Linked DNA regions of Muntiacus reevesi: region 2 is linked to region 1. The links are chromatin contacts, called in public Hi-C maps. All regions are on one chromosome and are shown on one strand. The core of a region is the stretch at or near the end of the contact, and the rest is flanking DNA. Distances in the headings are between cores, read along the strand shown. Region 1 holds the start of NDUFAF1 (NADH:ubiquinone oxidoreductase complex assembly factor 1). Region 2 holds the start of MAPKBP1 (mitogen-activated protein kinase binding protein 1).

Region 1 (5,779 bases), core at 1,978-4,477:
TTTGCTCTTGCAAAAACATTTAACTCTTAAGTTAATGTAAAATAACTTAAGTTAATGCAAAAACATTAACTCTTGCAGGAGTGCTGCAAGAACTAGGAAGGCTAACAATCCCCTCTCCTACTTATTCCAGCTACCATGAAAATGAAATAAAATATGCAATGCTAATTTCGCCATCTTTCTCTCACCAGAGAGAAGAGAGAAGAAACAAAAACAAAAAATCACCCACTGGTAAGAATACAGTACTAAGAAACAATATGGAATGCTGAGAACTTTAAACGCTTCAAAAATGCCCCAGATCCAACAATTCAGCTCACCTGCCTCAGTTGCTTAAGAGTACATCAAAATGGCACCCAGACCACTCTATCTACTACACAGGACTGGTCATCTTTCTGGACTGCCCCTCCTCCCTCCTCCCTCACTCCCTACATCAGTTGGCTCATGACCTCATCTCTCCTAAGTCACTGCATTTCAGACGTGCACCTCTACCTCCAATCTGCCCCACTACTCTCAGCATCTATAGAGGGCCTAACACACAAAACTGATTCTTTATCTTCTCGGACTAAAACTCTTCAGAGGCTCTCATGGTCTTCAGAATAAAACTCAACTTTCTCCACAGGGTCTGTGAGACTCCTCCAGATCTAGCCTCCGCTCATCTCTCCAATCTTCCCTCCAATCACACCCTGCTCTGCTCTAATCACAGAGAACACAGTGTTCCAGAAACTGCCCCCGAGAACTCCCTGTCTGGGCATCACGTCTTAGCAGATTGCTGCTCCGAGGCCAGAAATGCCCTCTACTGATTTCTGCTGACTAATTTATCCCTTGAGACTCAGCTCAGACATCCATTACCTCCTCAAAGAACCCTTAATTACTCAACTCCTCCAAGGCCTTTTGATGTGGTCTCACTGCATACTAGGCTTAAGCTTTCCCTGCTACCATTTATTGCCAGTTCCCTTGTCAGTCTCCCTGCCAGACTGGAAGTGTCTTAAAGGGAGAGACCATCTTCACTGCGGTACTTTCAACTCCCAGGATGGTGCCAGACATGCGGGAGGGTTCTAATATTTGTCAAATAAATGATATCTCTATATTTATCCACCAACACCACCACTAGTGTCTTGGTTCATGGTTTTAGTGATTCTTCCCAAAACTATTTTAATTCCCCTAACAAAGGGTTTCTTGGGCTTCCCTGGTGTTCCAGTGGTTAGGAACTCGCCTTGCAATGCAAAGGACACCAGTTCTATACCTGGTCCGGGAAGATCCCACATGCAGCAAGGCAGCTAAGCCCCTACGCCACAACTACTGAGCCCACGTACTGCAACTACTGAAGCCCCCTTGCCTGGAGCTCATACTCTGTAACAAGAGAAGCCACAACAATGAGAAGCCCACACACCACAACAAAGAGTAGCCCTGGCTCGCCACAACTAGAGAAAGCCCACACACAGCAATGAAGACCCACCACAGCCAAAACACAGAAAAAGAGGGGAGAGGCTTCTCAAACTTTAAAGTGCCTTGAATCATATGAGAATTTTGTTAAAATGCAGATCCTAATTTAGTGGGCACAGGATGGGGCCTGATATTCTGTATTTCTAACAAGTCCCCAGGTGATTGCTGGTGCAGAGAATGCCCTTTAGGATTTAGTAAAGTCCTAACTCATCTCTCTGACTCTGACCTCCTCCTTCTCTCCCAATCCAACCTTTGACTGGCAACGAAGGGGATTTTTCTAAATGTGACGGCACTCCCCTTATTCAGCAATTCTGTCCAGAAATTAAAATTCCTAAAATGGTACACAAGGCCCTTCAAAATGCACCCAATTCCTTGGTCTCACTTCTCACTTTCATGGGGAATACCCTCAGCTCCTAACTACAATCATGTCTGATACACAAAAAACACATCACTCAAAAATGACAAAAGTGATCAAACATTCTATTATCCTGGCTAACACAAGTGACTGCCATACCTGACCAGTCATAGCATTAGCCTCACTCTAGATACATAAGCTTCTTTCCTAATCATAGAATTACTTCCATCTCTCAACTATTTTCCCCCAAATCATGTAACAGAAACCTAAGTCCAACAGGAAATCCCTTCTAACACCCTTTAAATGAGATGCCCCATGGCTTTCCAGGGCATGTATTCTCTTCCACTACAGTAAGCCCAACTTGTTCAGCTATAAACATGTTCCTGGTGGCTTCTGAATGGAGGGCACTGACATTGCTCTTCCTCCGTATTCTCATGAAAACCTGTGCATACATCTCACAGCCCTTACATACTATTAGAATCTTGCTTTTATCTGTCTACCTAAGTAGCCTGACTTTAATCTTGGACTATGGCTTGAACATAACTGATGCTCAAATGTCTGCTAAAATAAATGAACAACTTGTAAATGGTATGTTTTCACATGGACAAAAAATAGAAGGGAACCAGGAGAAATAACAACAGTTGATCTCACGTCCTGGAATCATAGGCAATATCTAAATTTCCCTGACTTCTTTACATGATTTTTTACCTCTACATACACAGACATTTGGTAAATAAATGATAAGCCTTTAAAATGGAATCTGTACAATCATAAACACGAATTCTCATGAATACCATGCTTAGGTAACACTAGTGAGTGGCAAATGAGAAGTATATACAAAAAATGCATACACATTAACATTACAAGTATGGACAAAAAAGGTTTCGGGGTAAAAAAGTAGAAGAAGACTTAAAATAGTGTGTAGGACAGTGTGACTATAAGTAATATTATTCACTATTTTCCAACTCATCAATAGTGTTACTACTTCTCTAATAATATAACTTCAATTGTAAGTGTTTTGTTTCATTCTATTACCGATAAACATCAAATCAAAATCATTAACTGGATGATCTCCAGCCGAGGTTGCTGAGTTTTCTTGGCAATGTAACCTAAGCGGCTAAAAGAGAGCAGTATTAGTGAAGTTTGTATAGCCAGAGCTTACGATGTGCCAGAAACCGTTCTGAGTGCATTGATATTTTCACAACAACGATGAGAAAGGTACTATTATTATTCCAATTACAGAGATAAACACATGGAGGTTCCAAAATTAAATCACCGGAGGTCATACAACGAGTAAGTGGCAAAACTAACCCGAGTGTTTAAGTCGGGGAGCGATCGGGACCGTGCGACAGCCTTACCCTTCACCTACTAGACGCCAACTCCAGGAAGGCGCTCACTTGCCTCCCCCGACTGCGCCTCAGAGTGACTTCCGCTCGACTCCCCGCTTTTCCAGACCGGGTACTCCACTTTTCCTGTGTGGGGCCATCTGTTTTTCCAGTCCGGAGTAAAACTAGGCCTTATGACTCTAGAGTTCCGGTTGGGTGCAAATGGGAGGGAAGAGTAACAAGAATCTCAGAGCTCTATGAACTGAGGGTTTTGGTCGGCTAGATTCCCAAAGGCTTCCCCACCCCGATCCCCAACCGCCAGATTTTTTCTGCCCTGTGTGAGAAAGTGGGGAGAATTTAGGGAAGCTATTCACCTCTCCTTCCGGCGTCCCACCTTCAGGCTGCAAACTCCATCCCGTATCTTTAAAATGGGACCCAAATATTGCCAACATCCTTCGCACTAAGGATCCCGGGTTCACTCGCGCTCCATCCCCACAGCCGCCCAAGAAAGATCCACGGCCTCCGAGGACTGGTTCTGTGAATTGCCCCCGCGGAATCTTTGGAGACCCACCACAAACTTGGACAGCAAACCATCCTACCCGCCCTTCCCCAATCTGGCCCCGTGGGGTCGCTCACTCCGCAGAGTTTCGATTGTATCCTGTGCACTTCCAACACTGTATCTTAATTATAATTATTCATTCACTTCTCACTTCCTCTGCCACGCTGTGAACTCTCGGGTCCAGAAGATGGTCTTCCTGTTCGCAGCACCTAGCAAAACGCTAGCAGGAATTAAGCACTCAGCTTGCCAGAATTTGAATGAAAAGTAGGGCGCTTAAACACATACTCCGGGGGCCAAGACCTCGCCAAGTACAACTGCCTTTTTGAAGTTTCCTCCATCTCTTTTCTCACACAATCACCTCTTCCTTCTTTAAATTCTGCTTTGTCTTCTCTAGCCTCTACACTTGCCTGATTCTGGTTTGCCAACCTTCTTGAACCCTACTTTACTGACTCTTCTTTCTCCTCCCACAACCTTAAATGCAGGTTGTCTCCAAAACCTATCCTTCGGCCTTCCTCTTTTTTTTTTCTTCTTTTTTTTTTCTTTCTCTCCTTCCTCTTTTCTAGCTTAGATATATCTACAGACAATCGGATAATTTCTTCCCCTGAACGCCAACATATAGTTCCAATTTCTTGACAACAGTTTCAGCTGTAGGATATACCACTAGCATCTCAAATGTGATTTGTTTAAAACAGAAAATATCACACTTACCCATTTAACTCCTCCTCTCATCCTGTTTCTGTAAATGCCCACATCCTTCTAAGCTGAAATTCTTGGTTATCCTTGGCTTCTCTCCTTGAAACCTCCTCTCACTGACCCTAAAACCTCTTTATTTTGTTGCTCTCTTTTGATCTTTCACTCTTGTTTTCCAAATCCAGTGAAACCCCAATAGTTATTGCGCTATGAAATTTACATTCAATATGCTGATTGCCTTATTCTGAACACAATGGTTTGTCTAATTTCATTTAAAAATCACCCAGAGATAAACACAAAATTCCTTTGGCCTCCAAACACGCCACTCATCAATCCTAAACCCTCCATAATCTCCTACTCCATCTATACTACTTATACTTATCCTCAATTTCTTATCTGTATGGTCAGGATATTCAAGATGGCTGTTTTGCTTTCTGTACAGCCCCATGGGTCACAAGTCCTTGATTCACTGACTTGATTATCCAGTCTCTAAAGTATAAGATTAATTAGTCCCTCAGAACTGAGGAGGCCACCTGACATCAACTCCCTGTTTTATAAATGGTAGCCTTTTCCTCCCCGCCACCAACTATGGAAGATTGCTATGTTCTGTCTGCGGCCCTCGGCAGGGTGTTGTTCCAGGACCTTTTGCTTCAGATCTCCTAGCCAATAAATCCTTGATGTTTCTGTCCCTATTTCCAGGTTCTTTCATCCATTTGGAGGTTGGGCCTGTGGGATGTGGCCCAACACCATCCCAGGTGGTATCTACCTAAACCACACTCATTTCTCCTCATAAGAGAGTTCATATTTTCTCAGCTTGATATTCCTCTCTTCCGCATCCCATTCATTTGGTCACAAGTATTCACACAACTTCCCCATTCCCACCTCCCCCCAACCCCCTGAGTTCAGCTGACTGGTCTAGTGGTAGAAGGCTGGCCAGTACTGGGTCAATCAGTTAGTCCTAGGGACTTTCTGAACTAACGTTGGAAAAGAGACCTAACCCAGGTGATGCTGCAGCAGGAGCTCCTGAGTGACCTTCCAGTACTGTGAAGAAAACTGGTTTATGGAAACAGAAAATAATATCAAGGTGCTAAGAGAGACAGAAATGGAAGGATAAAAGAAGATCCAGTCAGCGTTTATACTGATAGTTCTAGTTGCTGAGGCTGGGCTGCATGGATTTTCCTTGACTTCCAAGTATAAACTCTTTTACCTAAATTTATCTGAGTTGGATTTCTTGCAACCAATAGCTCTTAATTGATACATAGAATCTACCTACTAAGAACACACCTTAAAAAAACACACTTTAAATTCCATTTTCTCCTTAAAAATTTGCCCTAATGCCTCCATCTCATGACTGTTTTCCTTCTGACACCCTATAATATTTATTCTTTTTGCTGTAACACTGGCACTTAC
Region 2 (6,031 bases), core at 246-2,745, 330 kb after region 1:
CACTGTTCTCAGTTGGTTTTTGCCAGATCATCTTAGACAATGAAAGCAGGAGCTTGTATTTCTGTAACTTCAGCTTCAGATGGGAGTAATTTGGAGAACATTTTTCTGAAGAGGATAAACCAAGTAGCTTTGGATAGGAAATGACCAATGACTTTCCTGGCCATGAGTGGTTAGGTAAGTGAGAAATGAATGACCCAGATAGAATTAGGGACAACTCTGATGGGTGCAGGTGAGATTTGCTAGGCGATGCAGCACACAAGTAAGGACAGCAGGTGGCACCCTTCATTAGCAGTGCTACATTGATCCTCCACGCCCCCTGCCTGCCGCCATGGTGGCAAAAATCAGACTAGCGAGGAGTAAAGGCAACCAGCCCCCTATTTCATACTGTTACGGCTAATAACCCTGACCACCTCCTCCAGATTTGAAAATGTGAAAATACTATTTTATATTTCATTACCTCTGCAATGCATGGTTGAAAGGAAGGAGAGGTCATGCCTCTGGTAGCTATTGCCAGCTGGTCTTCCAAGAAGTGACTTCCCTGATATTTATGTCAACTTGTTAGCTTTACAGTTCTCACACAAGTATATACCTGTTTCGCCACTTGGCAGTACAAGAGCCGCTCACAGCAGTAGGTTTAAGAGTTTTTCCCTCCTGCTAACATCTCATCTCCCCCAGGGTTCCCCTAAGGATATGTATCAGATGGGAGGCATATCAGTGTACTCTTTTCTCTGGAGCCCAACTGTTGGAATAGGTTAACCTTTTTGTAAGGTAATTTCTCTAGCAACTAGGCAGAAAGGCACCTAGAAAACAAAGTTAGGTTGAAACACGTATTAAATAATAGGCAAAGATTTCTGTGCACGCTCTGCCATCCCCCCAATTTCTCTCCCCCACCCGTGAGCTAGAAAAACTCTATTAAATCTGGTGCCAACAAGCTTGGCAGTGATCTCGTCAAAGCAACAGGACCAGGGACAAGGGTTCGTGAGTGAGTTTTGACAGGAACATGGAAAATGGCTGGAGCAACTGGTTAATTGGATGGGAACGAGATGGAACATTGGAGGCTAAAGAAAACGTCAAATAAATACACGTCTCATCCGCACATGGACCCGACCGCCCCCTTCCCGCCTAAAGCTCTATCTTAAGGCTATCAGCTCCTTCCGCCTTCTTCCACCGCGGCCAATCAGGTTGCCTAGTTCAATACACTTCGTAGCGATCGACTTACTCATGAAGAATCGTTTCCATGTAGGTCAACGCGCCTGGCAAGCGACGAGCAGAAATTATCCTAGCCACTTTAAATCCCAGCGCTTAGGAGCAGACTTTATGGCTGTACTCAGTCCTGTAATTCTGAGTTAGTTTCAGCTCTGGTCCCTCCGGCCTATTAAAAGCCAACCATAGTGCCGCTGGGGGCGTGGTTACCGTCCTGTTAGGGTTCTGGGAAGTGCGCTTCTCTGGGGGGACCAGGCCTGATAATACCATAAAAGGCTTGGTTTTCTCAGTTCTGAAGCCGTGTTCTGACGACCTCCCTCTAGGATCCGTAGTCGCGACTGCATGGTGCGGAATCCGTGGTTCCTGAGTGCCCAGTCCTCGGCTTCCTAGGCCTTTTCCTGGGCCCCGCCCCCGTAAGCCGTACTCGTCCATTCTGGGAACGCCCCCGTGCGTAGAGGCCGCGCCCCCTCGCCTCCGCTCCTCCTACCCAGCCGGTGGCTGAGCCCAGACGGTAGTTCGCGTTTTGAGCCGCTCGTGCCACCATAGCTGCTTCTGCCACTGCCGCAGCGGAGCTGAAATCGCTGAGCGCGATGCCTGAGGGCGCTGCGAGCCGGGCGGCCCTCGCGCCCGGGGGCTGGTGAGGCTGGGCCCGAGCGGGGGCGCTGGCGAGTAGCAGGGGCTTCTGAGGGAGTGGAGGTGAAAGATCTAGGGCTTCCGTGGCGGCCTGTGAGCGAGCTCGGGAGGGTCGTGGATGGGGAGGGAGGCCCCCGTGGCAGAACGGGTTGCAGGGCCAAGACGAGCCCCGCCGGGCTGAGTGTCCCTGCGGCAGCCGGCGCAGGTGCTCACGACCGCTGCGGGATTCCTTGGTAGCCTCGGTGTCCTCCTCCTTTAGACACTGCTGTTGCCATGAAAACAGTTGGGAATTAACGGGAATCGGACCAGCCACTAGACCTTCTAGGGCCCATCTTATCCTTTCAATTGAACGCCTCTGGCAGGTGTGGGCCTGGCATTTCTTCGCAGCTCAGGCTTTTTAACGCCCCCTTTACCTGAGTCTGTCCTTAAGGCGTTTTAGGAAATCGCGCAGGGCTTGAAGGTGGGAATGAGGCTAAGGGAGAGGGCAGGTACCTAGAGATAAGAGCTGCAGGCACGGCTAGGCAGAAGGTAAGGTGGCCTCTACCATCTCAGGTCAGTGAGAGGGCATCCTGGAAGGGCCTGTGGAGTGGGAAAGCATTGCCGCTGTTGAGGCAAGTCCCAGGATTGGGCCAGGAGCTGTCCCAGGGGCTCCTCATCATGATGGCTGTGGAGGGGTCAACCATTACCAGCCGGATCAAGAACCTTCTGCGATCCCCGTCCATCAAATTACGCAGGAGTAAGGCAGGAAACCGGCGAGAGGACCTCAGCTCCAAGGTGAGTCCTAGTTTTGGGAGCCAACCCTTCCCCTCCCTCCTCTCCCCTCCTCTTCTCTGCTCCACGTACGTCTTTTACCTTACTCTTTCTGGGGAAAGAGGAGAACTAGAAGCTCATGGTGGCTCTGAAGGACCATCTCTGCCCCTCAAGAAAGCAGTGATTTAGTTACAGGGTAAAGGGAATAGAGCCGCAGGGGTGAGCATTGCTGAGATTCATCCGCGAAAAGAGCATGAGGAAGGCAACATGAGGGTTCAATTGTGGCCTCACTACAAACTAAGTCTGTGCTTGGGGAAGCCAGTTGATATGCTATGACTCAGTTTTCCTTCTTGGAAGAAAGTAGTGGGACCACGTATCCTGTGAAGGGCTGAGTTACCACAAATGTTAAGTGTCCCAGCTGGGTTTATGTAAGACAGTGGTAGCAGAAATATGCTAAAACACCTAGTCAGAGGAATTGGCTTGGTAAATGCTCTTCCCTGGGGTCAAAACAAACTTACTTGTCTATTCAAGAGACCTGAACTAATTTAACTGGAGTTTCTTGGCTTTTTAGAAAAGGTAACATGCAAGGAGCCAAGTATCTGCCAGCCAAGCAAATTCTGATTTGCCTCTAGACATTGCTCATCTGATTCTGTATATCCCACCCTACTGCAGAAGTTCTCCAGAAACCAAGTCCCCTTCCATCTCCTCACTTGTCTGAGTGGTGTTTATGCTTTGTTCAATTTCGTAGAGCCCCACAAGTTTGGGAATACAAAAGCCGACTAAATGTATTTAATCTCTGAGGGAACGTGGGGCCTTGTTCCCACAGGATCAGATTAGACTTTTGTGTCGTATTAGCAGCCTGTAAACACAGTGGCCTTGTGTGGTTCAGGATTGCTACAGGGAGAGGCATTTGAGACAGCGGCATTTTATTGCCTTGCCTGCATCTCTTCAGAGATGAGTAAACCCAGTGAGGAATGATTTGGAATGCTAATGTACAGCATGGCAAAGTCCTGGGAGGACTTAACTCAGATCCCTGTCCCTTAGTGGAAGCTTACTTGGCTTTGGTCACAAATGACCACCTTTCCTGTATATTCTTTCAGCAGGAATCATAATTGGCCACAAGGTTCCATGGCTGTGGAGAGAGTGACTTTTCCAGGGGTCCTCATTGACCATTGTTCGTAATCTCCAAAGGCAGGAGAATGAACCTGAAACATAGACAGCTGTCTTGGATTTGGCTCTGTTCACTTGTTTGTTGTGTTGGGTCGATCATTCTTGGTGTTGGAGGCTCTCGAATTCCTGGCTTGGCAATGACCCACATTGTTAGAGCCATCTTCTTGTATCTTTGGCCTCTTTTTCTAACCCAGAATGATACAGGTAATAAGAAAAGTATGGTGGAATTTTAGTCTTCCATATTAATATTAGTATTGTATTAGTCCATATTGTAAATTGTAATTTGTAATTTTGGTCTGGAATCCAGAAGGTATGGTCATCGTTCTTTAAAATTTACCATGTCACTAATCATTAATACATTTGACAAACGTTGATTAAGTGCCGATTATGTGTAGAATCAGTGATGAATAAAACATTATCCTTACCATCAAAGAGCTTGTGGCTAGTCAGACATGCAAACAAATAATTACAACATGATGTGGCAAATGCTGTCCTAGAAGTATGTATAAAGGTGTTTATGGCAGTACAGGGGAGGGAACCTAAATCAGCTTAGGGGGATTAGGAAAAAAACCTTCACAGAGGAAGGGATGCTTGAACTGTGAGTTCTGAGACAAGAGAAGAGGAGAAGCTCTCCAGGAAAACAGTGAAAACTGGAATCTTTGGCATCACCATTAAATGTCCCTGCTTCACATAGGAATTCATTGCTTCAAACTGCTTTAAATGGCTTTGTTTGTCCTAGAGCTGTGAATGAAGGAAATACTTAGCTGAAGTTGAATGACCCTTGAATAGTCTGACTGAGCTCGAGTGCTGGTACATATCTTTAGCACCCAAAAGTAGTAGCTGCCTTTGTGTGCCTCAGACCTTGCCTCTTGCAGATGCCCGACTCCATGCACTCTTTATTGAAGACTACCCGAGATGATTCTAAAAGCCTGCCTTGTGGTAACCAACATAAGACCTGGTGTATAGGGCTTCGTGTGCTGCTCTAATATGTGGTAGCTGTGGTAACAGTCATAGAGCTTGTGATTCATGGATAACTAACTCTGAAGCAAAATTTGAAGACCAAAAGACATACGCATTTTGTGGGGGTTGGGGGCAAAGAAGGAAGTGACAGAGGGCCTTTATGCAGCTCTTACCTCATATGGCCTGTTGCTTTGAATCATAACTGTTCCTTCTATCTAAAGTAGCCTTTTCACCAAATTCTTCACTTATTTTTAGATCCAACTCTATATTTACCAGAGCCACAGGGCCCTCTCAAACTAGCGCTACTACCTTGGAACCAGTCTCTGATTGTTCTTTTATGTATGTCTTCATTTTTTAAGGTCAGGGCCATGTTCTTTATTTCCTTTACATCACCGGGTTTAGTAAAGTGTAAGGAATAATCTAAATACTAAATGAATAAATGGATGGGAAAAATTAAAATATGTCAAAATAGTGGGGGTCCATTCCAGAAGAAGAGCAAATGTTCAGGAGGAATTTGTGACTTCTTTAGAAATCAAAATTAGAAATAATAAAACGTTGAAAAGAAAAAAAGAAATAGAGACACATCCTATTTAGGTGTGAAGGGCATTAGAGAGAAAGAGAAGTACATATGTGCAGAAAGTAGTGCTCATTAAAAGCTTTTTAATTCAGAAGAGACCTAGTTAAAAATATGGTTAAAATATGGTTAAAAGCCAAAGTGAGAGCCAGTAGAGATGGGGATTTAAGTTATTAGAGAGAGTAGGTTAGAGCTGGGATTTCTATTACGCTTTCTCTAAGGGAAGGAAAGCAGTCTCTGCAGTGTTAACAGAATTAGAAAGAGTAATTTGAGGTTTTATGCCAGATCTGCTGAGTCTTGATGAAGTGAAACTCAAGGTTATCAGTTGTAAACACCCTGCAACTTCAAATCCTGTGCAATTTTTCAATTCTTTCTCTCATTTTGGTTGAACTGTGGTTTTCCTTAAGAAGTAAATGTATTAAAAAAAAAAAAAAAAAAAGAAGCAAATGTATGTGCTCTTGGTGGCTAACCCTCCCCCTCTTTTCTTAAACTTTCTGAAAGATTTTTATGTGGAAGGAGCTGAGTTGTTTTTCATTTTAACAAAGGACAGAAATGGACTGGAGCCAAGCAAGCAAGATTTAAGTTAGGGATACAAAAGCATTGCCTGTCCTGGAGGGTTGTTAGGTTTTGAAGAAGTGAGTAAGGGAGGTTTTGAAATCATCTTCCTTATTAATAGCCATTAGTCCAACCTGAGTTATACATTAATATATTATCCCTTTGAAAACAATGGGTGGCAAAGTA

What was found. Hi-C and Micro-C count contacts between places; a contact is called where the count stands out from the background.
Region 2: a Hi-C map of muscle shows a contact between it and region 1, with 9 times the contacts expected there. The contact joins the promoter of MAPKBP1 here to the promoter of NDUFAF1 in region 1. A contact is called at or near these places in 2 of 3 Hi-C or Micro-C datasets (blood and muscle).

What each region holds. Positions count from the first base shown.
Region 1 is chr7:35,652,766-35,658,544 of mMunRee1.1, forward strand. NDUFAF1 (NADH:ubiquinone oxidoreductase complex assembly factor 1) reads right to left here and starts at 3,228. Exons shown (of 5, transcript XM_065940416.1): 1 at 3,107-3,228.
Region 2 is chr7:35,987,101-35,993,131 of mMunRee1.1, forward strand. It overlaps MAPKBP1 (mitogen-activated protein kinase binding protein 1), which reads left to right and starts at 1,496. Exons shown (of 31, transcript XM_065941020.1): 1 at 1,496-1,840; 2 at 2,389-2,610. The coding sequence starts at 2,494. It overlaps MGA (MAX dimerization protein MGA), which reads left to right. Exons shown (of 24, transcript XM_065941005.1): 24 at 1-365.